3 separate regions of the Mus musculus genome follow, and all the other regions are linked to region 1. The links are chromatin contacts, called in public HiChIP or PLAC-seq maps. All regions are on one chromosome and are shown on one strand. The core of a region is the stretch at or near the end of the contact, and the rest is flanking DNA. Distances in the headings are between cores, read along the strand shown.

The links. HiChIP or PLAC-seq counts read pairs in DNA pulled down with a chosen protein or histone mark.
Region 2: a contact with region 1 is called in a BATF HiChIP or PLAC-seq map of CD8 T cells, with 6 read pairs. The contact joins the enhancer-like site here to the promoter of 1700027J07Rik in region 1. A contact is called at or near these places in 2 of 484 Hi-C or Micro-C datasets (CD4 T cells and regulatory T cells) and 2 of 115 datasets of contacts at active chromatin or transcription factors (CD8 T cells and double positive thymocytes).
Region 3: a contact with region 1 is called in a RAD21 HiChIP or PLAC-seq map of pro-B cells, with 2.1 times the contacts expected there. The contact joins the enhancer-like site here to the promoter of 1700027J07Rik in region 1. A contact is called at or near these places in 1 of 39 promoter capture datasets (the C10 cell line), 1 of 15 datasets of contacts at CTCF or cohesin (pro-B cells), 1 of 484 Hi-C or Micro-C datasets (bone marrow-derived macrophages), 4 of 115 datasets of contacts at active chromatin or transcription factors (the 230-238 cell line, the SCID.adh cell line, large pre-B cells and 1 more) and 2 of 9 other capture datasets (adipose tissue and pancreatic islet).

The regions. Positions count from the first base shown.
Region 1 is chr10:43,744,141-43,747,778 of GRCm38.p6, reverse strand. 1700027J07Rik (RIKEN cDNA 1700027J07 gene) reads right to left here and starts at 1,621. Exons shown (of 4, transcript NR_040581.2): 1 at 1,124-1,621. RefSeq lists an enhancer at 1,101-1,641.
Region 2 is chr10:43,994,905-43,998,542 of GRCm38.p6, reverse strand. It overlaps Crybg1 (crystallin beta-gamma domain containing 1), which reads left to right. Exons shown (of 22, transcript NM_001368305.1): 4 at 1-1,491. Among named protein-coding and RNA genes, the nearest start is that of Gm40636, 28 kb to the right of the region's middle. Within about 2 kb of position 2,057, at least 79 of the 459 cell types and tissues checked have an H3K27ac peak or open chromatin away from gene starts, as enhancers often do. A contact at or near this core is called in CD8 T cells and regulatory T cells, where this site is marked.
Region 3 is chr10:43,873,019-43,876,656 of GRCm38.p6, reverse strand. Qrsl1 (glutaminyl-tRNA synthase (glutamine-hydrolyzing)-like 1) reads left to right here. Exons shown (of 11, transcript NM_001081054.2): 10 at 1-185; 11 at 1,951-2,467. The coding sequence ends at 2,174. Among named protein-coding and RNA genes, the nearest start is that of Qrsl1, 27 kb to the left of the region's middle. Within about 2 kb of position 2,041, at least 17 of the 459 cell types and tissues checked have an H3K27ac peak or open chromatin away from gene starts, as enhancers often do. A contact at or near this core is called in the 230-238 cell line and pro-B cells, where this site is marked.

The DNA.
Region 1 (3,638 bases), core at 372-2,871:
CTGAGCACTATGGGAAAGTCAGTAGTGCAGGACACCCACGCCCAGTTAAGAGATGGGAAGAGAGCGCCAGAGAGAGCACTTGCAGATGACTCCAGTTGACCTGGATGCTGTATTTAGCAGGAATGCTGGGAGGAAAGTGAGGGATCTTGGTCTGTTGGATGACTTCCACTGGAATCTGAAACTATCTGTTCAGGGAGGAGGGCATAGGGAAACCCAGAGAGTCAAGCCCTCTCCTGAAGCATAGGCCTTCTAGGGCTGAGTCTCCCTTCTGTGCCAAGCAGTGGCACTAGGAGTCTCTTACACTGAGTTTTTAGATGTCTGAACTACTTCCATTGTCTCCGAGTTCAGCGTGAAAGTTATTTATATGGTTGTCCCTGACTTCCTAGATACCTTTAGCCAGAGTCAAGAGAAGAAGTTTGGCTAATTATCTGCCTGTGCTTGTATGTAAGCTAGGGATAAGATTTTGGCCAGTCTTTACACATAACATCAGACACGTGACTCTAAATGAGTCCTACATTCAGTCAAAAATCCGGACAATTCTGGTTATGGTGTTGACATCTGCTCTTGAGACTGTTCTTCCACATCTGTAAAGAGAACCTTCCTTAAAGAATGAATAGAGGGAGCCGGCCATGATGGCATAGGCCTTCGATCCCAGCAACAAAGGTAGAGGCAGAGGGATCTCTACCAGTTTGAGGCCACCCTGGTCTAGATATCCCAGCACTCGGGAGGCAGAGGCAGGCGGATTTCTGAGTTCAAGGCCAGCCTGGTCTACAAAGTGAGTTCCAGGACAGCAACAGCTATACAGAGAAACCCTGTCTCAAAAAACCATTTAAAAAAAAAAAAAAAAAGACTCACTTCAGCACACTGTTTGAGGGATAGCCTCCCCCCCAGTGAGGGTGCCCTCGCCATGGATGGCTGTGAGAGCAGGTTGTAGTAATGAAGACTGGAGCTTGAGACAGTGTCTCATGGTATTCAGCTAGCTTTCTCTTTCTTAGTCATCAGTTGAAACACCCTCCCCAATACACCCACAGGCATGTTTCTAGGTGATTGTAAATCCAGTAAAGATGACAGTGATCCTCACCACTGATGGTAAGTATGGTGGGGAAATGGGGTCAGATCCTACCTTATGTTGGCCAGGGATGGATGATCCCAGAGGCAGAGGAGTGGAATGTTCTCTGGAGCCTGGGAAGTCTTCATTCACTCGTCCATATGGCAAACAATTCACGTAGTATGCCCACTTGCCTGGTGTGTACTTGACAATGAAGCTTGTGCTGACGTTATCTCCTCCCTTGGGAAGTTTACGGTCCAAGAGTTTTGTGACAAAGCAACAGCATTCAGAGTTGAGTATTATGGCGGGAGAAATACTGAGGAGTGGGGGCGGGGCCAGGCAGAGTATTCAAGAGTGGCTGGAAAAATTTCAAGGGCTGGAATTTATCACACAAGCCAAATAAATGCCTGAGGGCCTCTGTGTCCCGTGACCCTATTATAGAATTTATAGCTCAAGGACATCTTTGAGATCCCATGGCCGCCATCCTTACATCAGTTTGGGACCAGCTGACACCTGGTCCTCTCCTATTTTTATCCCAGAGGGCAGTGAGGTTCAAACCCACATAATACAGTTGGCAGATTTCATTCCCCAGAGACTAAATGTGGAGAGGTTCAGTGACTTGCCCAAGGGCATTTATTGAGTCAACAGTTGAAATGGGAACAGTTACCAGATGCTGGGGCCAGGTGACTCCCCCTTCCCTCAGTGTCTGCTAAGGGGAATCATCTTGTGAAGTATCAAATGGCTCTAGTCTTCTGATGAGTGTGCAAATCAAAGAGCAAATGAGAAGGGTAGGTGTCAATTTCCCTTGACGTAACCCCTTCCGACTATGCAGCAACCAACATGAGAAGAATGTGACCTAGGTTGTACTAAAACCATTTTTTTGTTTGTTTGGTTTTTGTTTTGTTTTGTTTTTCTAAATTTCTCTCAGACAACTAGTAAACAGGAGGGCTGGCTGAGTGTCAACCTAACGGAGAACAGAGGAAAAGTCAAGTGTGCACTAGCTTAGGGTTCTAGATAGTTGAAATGACTGCCAGCAACTCATGCCTTTTATATTTGAGTGTCCTGTGTCATTAGTCGTGGAGGGGTGTGGGAGACACTTGTTTTCACTGGGTTATTACTGTTAGTGACATGCAGGACGGGCTGGGGATGGAACCCTGGCTTATTATTACTGTTAGTGAAGTGCAGGATGGGCTGGGAATGGAACCCAGGGTCTCAATCCTGTTAGAGGCAAGGACTTGTGGTAACAGAGCCACAGCCCCATTCTGAGAGGTATGGCTTAAGCACAGAGCATTAATATAGTCCACTTGGGACTTTGGTAAGCTGCACATATTGGATGAGTCCTGGCTGCCTGCATTCCTGCTGATATAACAAAAGGTGAAAGTTCCTATTCAAAAGATGTTCTGTGATTCACTTCACCGGGTGGCAAAGACAACATGGCCTGTATGTTGTGAGTCTACCTAGTCCTTGCTATAGTTTGGATTTGGTGTACCTCCATGCGTTGAAGGCATGGTCCCCAGTCAATGCTATTGTGGGGAGAGGTGGGATCTAGTAGAGAAGTCCTAGATCACTGGATGTGTGCCCCAGAAGAGGCACACATCTTCTTGTGGTACCCACTCTTTTCTCTTTTGCTTCTTCTGGCCATGGTATGAGGAGTTTGCTCAAACATGCTTAAAGATAGACTTTGCCTCCGGCAACCTCACCAAAGGCTTGCCAGAAATTGGTCTTCTTGGTTATGGAGTAGAACCTTTAAAACCATGAGCTGGACAACCTTTCCTCTTTGTAAGTTGATTATCTCATGCATTTTGTTGTAGTGACAGAAAGGCGATTTAAATACCCCTCTCACCAACATCCTTAGGAGTGACAAAGGAATAGGCTGTTAAATTTCACATTGAGGATCCCTGAAAAGAATGACATTGCCTGCAGAATTGCACATCTCTCTTCTTTCAGGTGGTATTTCTAAAAAAGACTGAGGCTTCCTTGGCCCTAGAGAGTGATAATGTGGTTTTTCATTCCAGGCAGCATGGACAGTGTCGTCTGCTTCCCTGTCCTCTTCCCCATGGCCAGGCACAACCTGGACTAGGTCTCTCCAGTTATTCTTTAATAAAACAAAGCCTAGATGGTTTGTGATGGTTTCCTTTGTCACTTTGACTAGGGAGCAGAATATTCAGATAGACAGAGAAAAATCCTATTTCTGCATTTGCTACAGATGTTTCTGGAAGACCTTAACACTTACATTTGCAGACTGAATGAAGAAGAGGGGTGTCTGTAGCGTAGTTGGACATGATCTAATAATCCCTTGAAGGAACAAACAGCACAGAAGAGGTGGAGAAAGGGTGAGCTTTACCACCTGTTTGAGCTGGGGAGCCCCCCTCTCCCTGTCTTTGCACATCAGTCCTGACATGAGAGCCCTCAGGCTTACACTGGGGTTCACACCCCCTGGTCTTCCTTGTTCTTTATCGTGCAGATGGCAGACTGAAGGGCTGCTTGGCCTCCACATTGATGACGCAGTCTCTAATAAAGTTCCACGTGTGCTATGTTAGTCTGCCTCTCTGGAGAGCACAGGCTAACACAGCTCCCTTAATATCTTTCA
Region 2 (3,638 bases), core at 808-3,307, 250 kb before region 1:
AATGGGTGTGTTTCGCCAGTCTCTCCTCACACTGAGAAAACTCCCATCTCCAAACCTGGAGTGGGAGAAGCCAGTCCCCCTTCCACTCCAGAGCACAGCCCAGAAACTATGGGGAAAGACTGTCCCTCCAAAGTCCTCGTCCAGGTCCGGTCCTTTGTGCTTCCCGTGGAGAATCCTCAGGATGTGAGCTCTCAGGTCATCTCAGAGAGCTCTGAAGTTAGAGAGGCACAGCTGCCAAGCTGTCACAGTAATGAGCCTGAAGTGGTGTCTGTCACCACTTGTGTTCCGCAGCACGAGGATGCACCAGACACATCACCCAAGGACATCCATCACAGAGAAGGACATGTGGCACAGTCTCGACCACACATCACACAGTCAGGACCTGAGAAGGCTCCGCCCATCCAGAGCAGCAGTGGGATGCCCCAGACAGCGGAGTTCATCCTCACCCACTCTCCCAGCAGCAGAAGTCATGCAGAAGGCCCCCAAAGGCCAGGTCAAGATGCGACCAGCCCACTTACCCCTACCAGGCTTTTGAACATTTCTGCTGGTAGTGACAATAGTGTCTTGGATTCTTCTTCTGATATGGAAAAATTCACTGAAATTATTAAAAAGATGGACAGTGCAGTATGTGTGCCCCAGAAAAAGAAGAAGGCCCGGGTCCCAAACTCTCCAGCCCCTCACTTCGCTATGCCTCCCATTCACGAGGACAGTTTGGAAAAGGTGTTTGATCCCAACGTGTTCACCATTGGTTTAGGGAAGAAGAAGGAAAGCCTGGCAGAGGTGTCACCAGCTTTGCACTTGTTGCAGAACCACGACCCCATATCCAAACTGAGAGCCAAGCGTGCATCCACCGAGCAGAGCATCGTCTTCAAGTCCTTGCACACTAACAGTAATGGGAAGAGCGAGCCACAGACCACTTCAGAAGCAAGTGACAAGGAGAACAGGGACATCAACAGCGGCGGCGTTAAGAGGTCACGGCTAGAAAACAGCACGCTTTTCTCAAGCATGCTTTCTTCTCTGCCACAAGACAAAGTCTTTTCTCCCTCCGTGACGTCAGTCAACACAATGAGCACATCTTTTAGCACTTCTCAGAACAGCTCCGTATCTCAGTCATCAGTGGTACAGCCCAGGAAGGAGGGTGGCCTGCCCTGTGGCTCAGACAAAGAACAGCCACACCTTGCACCCCACAACTCCTTAAAGGTCTTCAATTTCAATTCATCAAATACATCTCGTCTGGGTTCCAGCCACATGGAAAAGTACCCACAAAAAGAGGGAAGCAAGGAAGATGTGAATTCTCAGGGCAACCTACAATTGCCAGAAAACAACCTTTCAGACTTACCCAAACTGAAGAACAGCGATGGCGTGGAAGGTATTCTGAAGTCAAACCTGCCGAATGTTGGGAGCGTGGACGCGGACTTCCTGGGCCTTTTCAAAGCAAGCCGGTATGACCCAGGCCATTCCTTTTCTGGAATGTCCTTATCAGACTCTATGGTAAGTACTAATTCTTATTTAGATGGGATGTTTCTAAACCTAGAGGCAGTGAGGGGCTCAGGTTGTATTTTTACAGGGGTTGTACATGTGCAATAAGTTTCTATTTGTTTACCATGTACCTTTTGTTTTGTTTTGAGACAGGGTTTCTTTGTGTAGCTCTGGCTGTCCTGGATTTAGTTGTGTAGACCTGGCTGGCCTTGAATTCACAGAGATCCACCTGCCTCTGTGCTATGATTAAAGGTGTGCACCACCACTGCCTCACCCCTCTACCCCTACCTCTGTGCACTTTTAAATCTATGTGCAAGGAACTCTTGGAGTCCAAGAAACAAAGACACCAACACTTCCTCCCCCAAGACATTTGTGGCCAAGCCGGGAGAATAAGTTATGTTTCAAGGCATTTGTGAATGTCAGTGTTGTACTATGGAAAGTATAGGAAAGATGCTTTGAGCGATCAGAAAACCTAGGAGACTCGTATTCTTTGTATTCTCTGTAAAAACACTCAGTGCTATATTTAGAATTTTCAAGATGTGTGAAACAGCTTCCTCTACTTGCAAAGGCCCCGCCCAGCCCAAGGATCCCCCTTCTCCTTCCTCTTTGCTCTGAGGTTTCACTCGCTCTCCATAATCGTCATATGTGTAGTTGGGAAACTACCTAAATGGGAATTTGTCTTCCTCAAGTTTGTGGCATAAAGTTTAGTTTGCATTCGTTCTTTCCCTGATAGAGGGAGCTGCAAAATGCAGCTTCCATTTCTTCCTCTCTGAACTGCCTGAAGTTTCCTCTTTGATGGAGACTGAACGTAGGGCCTTTTGTTAGTAAGCACGCTGTTTGTTGCTGGGCCCCATCACCAGCCCAGGATTGTTTGTGCCCTTCTGGTTCCAAGCTCCCTGTTTAAGTTGAGGGAGACTGTGCCTATAACTTGCTTTGCAGTGAGCAAAGCTGTCAGGCAAGTAGAGACATGACCACAGAAAGGACCTGGCGCCCTTCTTCACTGGGCAGGGTGTGGAGGTGGTTTTTGCTATAATCCTCTCATGTTCTGTGATTTTGGAAGCTTTTTCAAAATACATGGTTGGCTAGTTGTGATGAGACATGTCACCAATCACAGCACTCAGGAGGCCAAGGCAGGTAGACAGAAAGTTCAAGACCTGCCTCAGCTGTTTAACATGACTCTGACTAACACACACGTGCACACACACAGGTTTTCAGCATTATTACATGCAGGTTCTCTTTTTCATGGATTTTGTAAACTAATAGATTTTAAACTTTTTCCTAATTAATTAATTAACTAATTAACTTATATCCTCGTCACTGGCCCCCCAGGTCCCCCCTCACACAGTCCCTCCCCTATCCCCACCTCCCCTTCTCCTCTGAGAGGGTGGGGCCCACCGGTGTATTCTCCTGCCCCCACCATGGCACATCAAGTCTCTCCAAGGCTAGGTACATCCTCTTCCACTGAGGCCAGACAAGGCAGCCCAGCCAGGGGAATGGGACCCATAGCCAGGCAATAGCTTTAGGGATAGTCACTGCTCTGGTTGTTGGGAGACCCACATGAAGACTGAGCTGCATATCTGCTATGTATGTGCCAGACCCAGCCTGTGTATGCTATTTGGTTGGTGGTTCAGTCTCTGAGAGGCTCCAAGGGTCCTGATTAGTTGACTCTGATGGCCTTCCTATGGAATTCCTGTTCCCCTTTGGAGCCTTCGATCCTTTCCCCATATCTTCCATAAGAGCCCTCGAGCTCCATCCAGTGGGTTTGTGAAGACCCATTTACCTTTGAATATTGAGATCTCCGAAGAACTTTTGTTTAATTGTGCAGCACATCTATATTAGAATTTCATGTGGGAACTCAGCCCCCCAGAAAACACGTGTGAATACTTCAGAGCAATGGCGTGCTGTAGACCCCATACTCACTCAGAAAGGGCAGATAACCTCTTGTTACTATGAGCATAGCTTTGAGCTCATGGGGCACCAGGAAAGGTTCTTGGGACAAACCTCCCTTACTCCAGGACCACCCCACCCCAGCCCAGCACTGCAGGATGTGAGCCCAGAGCTTCACACATGCCAATTATAAGCTCTTCATCACTGAGCTGTGTATTTTCATCGCCTTTTGACAATCCACCTGTACTACATAGAAATCCTAAAGGTTTTAT
Region 3 (3,638 bases), core at 792-3,291, 130 kb before region 1:
CAAGGCACAGAAAGTGAGGCGCCTCATTGTGAAGGATTTTGTGGATGTTTTTGAGTCTGGGGTGGATGTCCTGCTAACCCCCACCACCCTGACTGAGGCAGTGCCGTACCTGGAGTTCATCAAAGAAGACAACAGGACACGCAGCGCCCAGGATGATATTTTCACTCAAGCTGTCAATATGGCAGGTGAGGGTTCCCGAAGAATGCTGGGGTTCTCTGCAAAGCTTTAGACATACTCCCTGGTCTTCAATGTGGGTTCTAGCAGGATTGTTTCCTAAAAGCACCCTCCCCTTCAAGACACCTGAGAGGGATATGTGTGTGTCTGTGCATGTATGCTATATACATATTTTCTTCTTCTTAAGATTTATTTATTTTATTTTATGTATATGAGTACACTGTAGCTGTACAGATGATTGTGAGCCATCATGTGGTTGCTGGGAATTGAACTCAGGACCTCTGCTCACTCCAGCCCACTCGCTTATACACATTTTCTTAACCAGTATGCAATAGTTTTATTTTCAGAATATTCAAACTGTTGGGGTTCAGGAATCGCCACACAAACACTGATCTCAGTTAAGCAAGAAGAGTTTCTTGAATGCACACCTCAAGACTGACCATTCAGGACCTCAGAAAGGACTCAGAAAGAGCCTAATTGTGGTGCTAGTCTGTTCTCAGGGCAGGTTATGAAGGGGGAAAAAACCTACAAGAACCACAATCAGCTCATTTGCAGGCACAGGAAGTGCTGCCCAGTGGCCAGCTCTGCCTCAAGCCGTCTTAGACATAACAGTTCATACTGATCTTTACCTTCATGGGTCCAGGCAGCTTATGGAATTCCTTAAGATTAACAAACCTCAGAACATAGAGAACACAACAGGGGACGTGGTCATCGTGACCCTGCTCTGAGTTGTTTTCCTGTGTCAATGACCGTCAGGCATGGAACAAAATGACTACAGCTATTCTTGGGGTGGGAGTGGGGGAACAGATCTCAACAAAACATGAAAATTAAAGCCTAAAGTAAAGAGTACTGTGTTTGCCCTTACCTGCATCCATCCTTGTTACTATCCTGCTTTGACTTTCTTCTGCTTTTCTACACATGCTCCTCCACTCCCACCCCACCCAGCACACACTGGATTTTGATGTCTCATTTGAAAAAAAAAAAAACTTTTAGACATGACATTTCACAGCTGAGTAATTTAGCACAAATCTGAGAATAAAGACTCTCCTTCCTAAACACAGTTTCATCATCTCAAAACTAACATGAGGCCACTTCTGTTAACTCCACTAATTTTCTGGTTTTACTCTTTGTTTCTGAAGGACCTAGATTCTCCTTTTATTACTCCTTCCATGTTTAAAACATTCTTTTAGGGTAGTGATAGGTTATTTTTCCACCAGTAAAATGAGCCAACTGAAGCCAGATTAGATTATATTAAAGGCAGGTTTATTGGAAAGCTGTTCTGTTCCAGGGAAGTTGCCATGGGGAGAGCAGAGGTGAGGAGGTGAAGGCGAGAGAGGGAGCTTCTGAGAGAGGGAGCTTCTGCGGGGAGATGGCGGGAAGGGGGAGGGGCGAGGGTGCGTGGTAGAAGACTGCTCAAATAACTTAGAATAAAACTGCAAGTTGGAATCCAATACAGCCATAAAGAGGAAATGGCGGTCTCTGTGAACTGACACACAGTGTCATACAAATTATATGGACAAAAGTACAGAGATATATTTATCATAATTGGGGGGGATTTGGAAGGTGGCTTTCTTTCATTCTTTTCTTTGCTTCCCCCCTCCCCTTTTTTCAGACAGGATTTATCTGGCTGTCCTAGAAATCACTGTGTAGACCAGGCTGGCCTCAAACTCATGGAGATAACGCCTGGCTATCATTAATTTGTTTTAAGCTTACTCTGTCTTTCTTAACAAGCACGGGAAAGGAGGATTCAGCTGATGGCTTCTTTCTCTTCCTCAGGCTTGCCAGCAGTGAGTGTCCCTGTGGCCCTCTCAAACCAAGGGCTGCCAATAGGACTGCAGTTAATTGGACGTGCATTTTGTGACCAGCAACTTCTGACAGTTGCCAAGTGGTTTGAAAAACAAGTACAGTTTCCTGTTATTCAACTGCAGGGCCTCATGGATGATGGCTCGTTGGTTCTTGAAAATGGAAAGTTAACGTCTGCTTCTCTGACCCAGAGATGATCAGAATCTCGTGCAGTTGCCTGGTGGTAGGATGCTGGGATCTTACGCTGGCCTCAGGCTTGCTCTCTGCCACTGGACTGATCCCCACCTCTGTATCATGCAGTTAAAATGCCCCTTAGAAGTGCTGTTCTCTGAGTGTCGGTGATCTCATTCAGCCCTGTGATCAGGGTCACTGTCAACCCTGTCTGTCCTGGGAATCATTTGTTCAAATCCCTATGATGCTGTAAATTGTAATGTTGTATACATTGTATATTGTAACTATGGTATTCTATATTAAAATGTTCTATAAACCTAAGTACTGGATTTTACTATAATACAAAAATACAAGCTCCTAAAAACAATGCATTCTGCATAATTTTCATTTGAAATAACAAATTACAGTAGAATTAAGTTTAGTAATAAATGTCTCAAAATGTGTACGTCTTTATAACCAAGTAACTGACAGGCCGTTCCTTCTGTGGTAGAGGCAGCCTCAGAGCCATGCAAGGCTGGGCAGCTCCTCAGTCAGGCACAAGACTCCTTTTGTTTGTGAAAACAGAGTTTTAAATGACAGAGCTTCCCTCTCCTGGTTAAATGTTTGCTCCACTTCTCCCAGAGCCTAAGACCTCAAGGCCAGGACTGTGTCACAGAGTCGTCTCCCTCAACCTCAGGGAGGAAGATTCTAAATGCCCAAGTAACACCCAGTGTGGAAAGTGTAAGAGACTTTGGTGAAGATGACAGAGTCGGCATGGAATGCCGCAGGGTTCCTGTGTCCCCGTGATGGTTTTTATCAGTGTTCCCTATTTGGAACCCTTGAGCCCAAGCTAGACGAAATCTAATAGAAATGTTACTCATCTGAGGTGTCACCATTGAGTATCTCTCTTTGTTAGGACACCTGTCACCTCACATTCATCAGTCATTCTGGTTTGACACTTGAACATTGTTGACGAAAACAGGAACCTAAGTTACAGTAATACATTTATTTGCTTAGGAAGGAAAGCCTTAAGTATGAAGGATGTTTGGAAATAATGAGGCTGAGGCCCTGGACCATTTGTTAGGAATCCAAGTTGCCTATTGCCTTCATTGACAGTGTTCCCTCTTCTAGGGCATCCGTCCCCCTCCCCAATGCTCAGTCTGATTACACATAAAATGGTCCACGTGCCAGGCTTACCTGCACTCTTACAAACTCAACCAAGTCCCTGAAAGGAAAAGAATCTACAAGAAAACTACGTTACATTTGGCCCTCCACACCCATTGATCCCACACTTACAGTACCACCAACCAGATTACAGATCAAAACTAACTGGTTAGAAAGATGAAATTAATTCTAGAAAGTTCCAAAAGGCTTTTCTCTGATCACTACGAGGAATCCATTCAAAAGAGTAATGTGTAGTTATTAGAGATTCCAGGTAACCCAAAAGTTTAAAATATACAAATCTCTGACATTTTATATAAGGAATCCATTCCCCTCATAGAAATACTTAG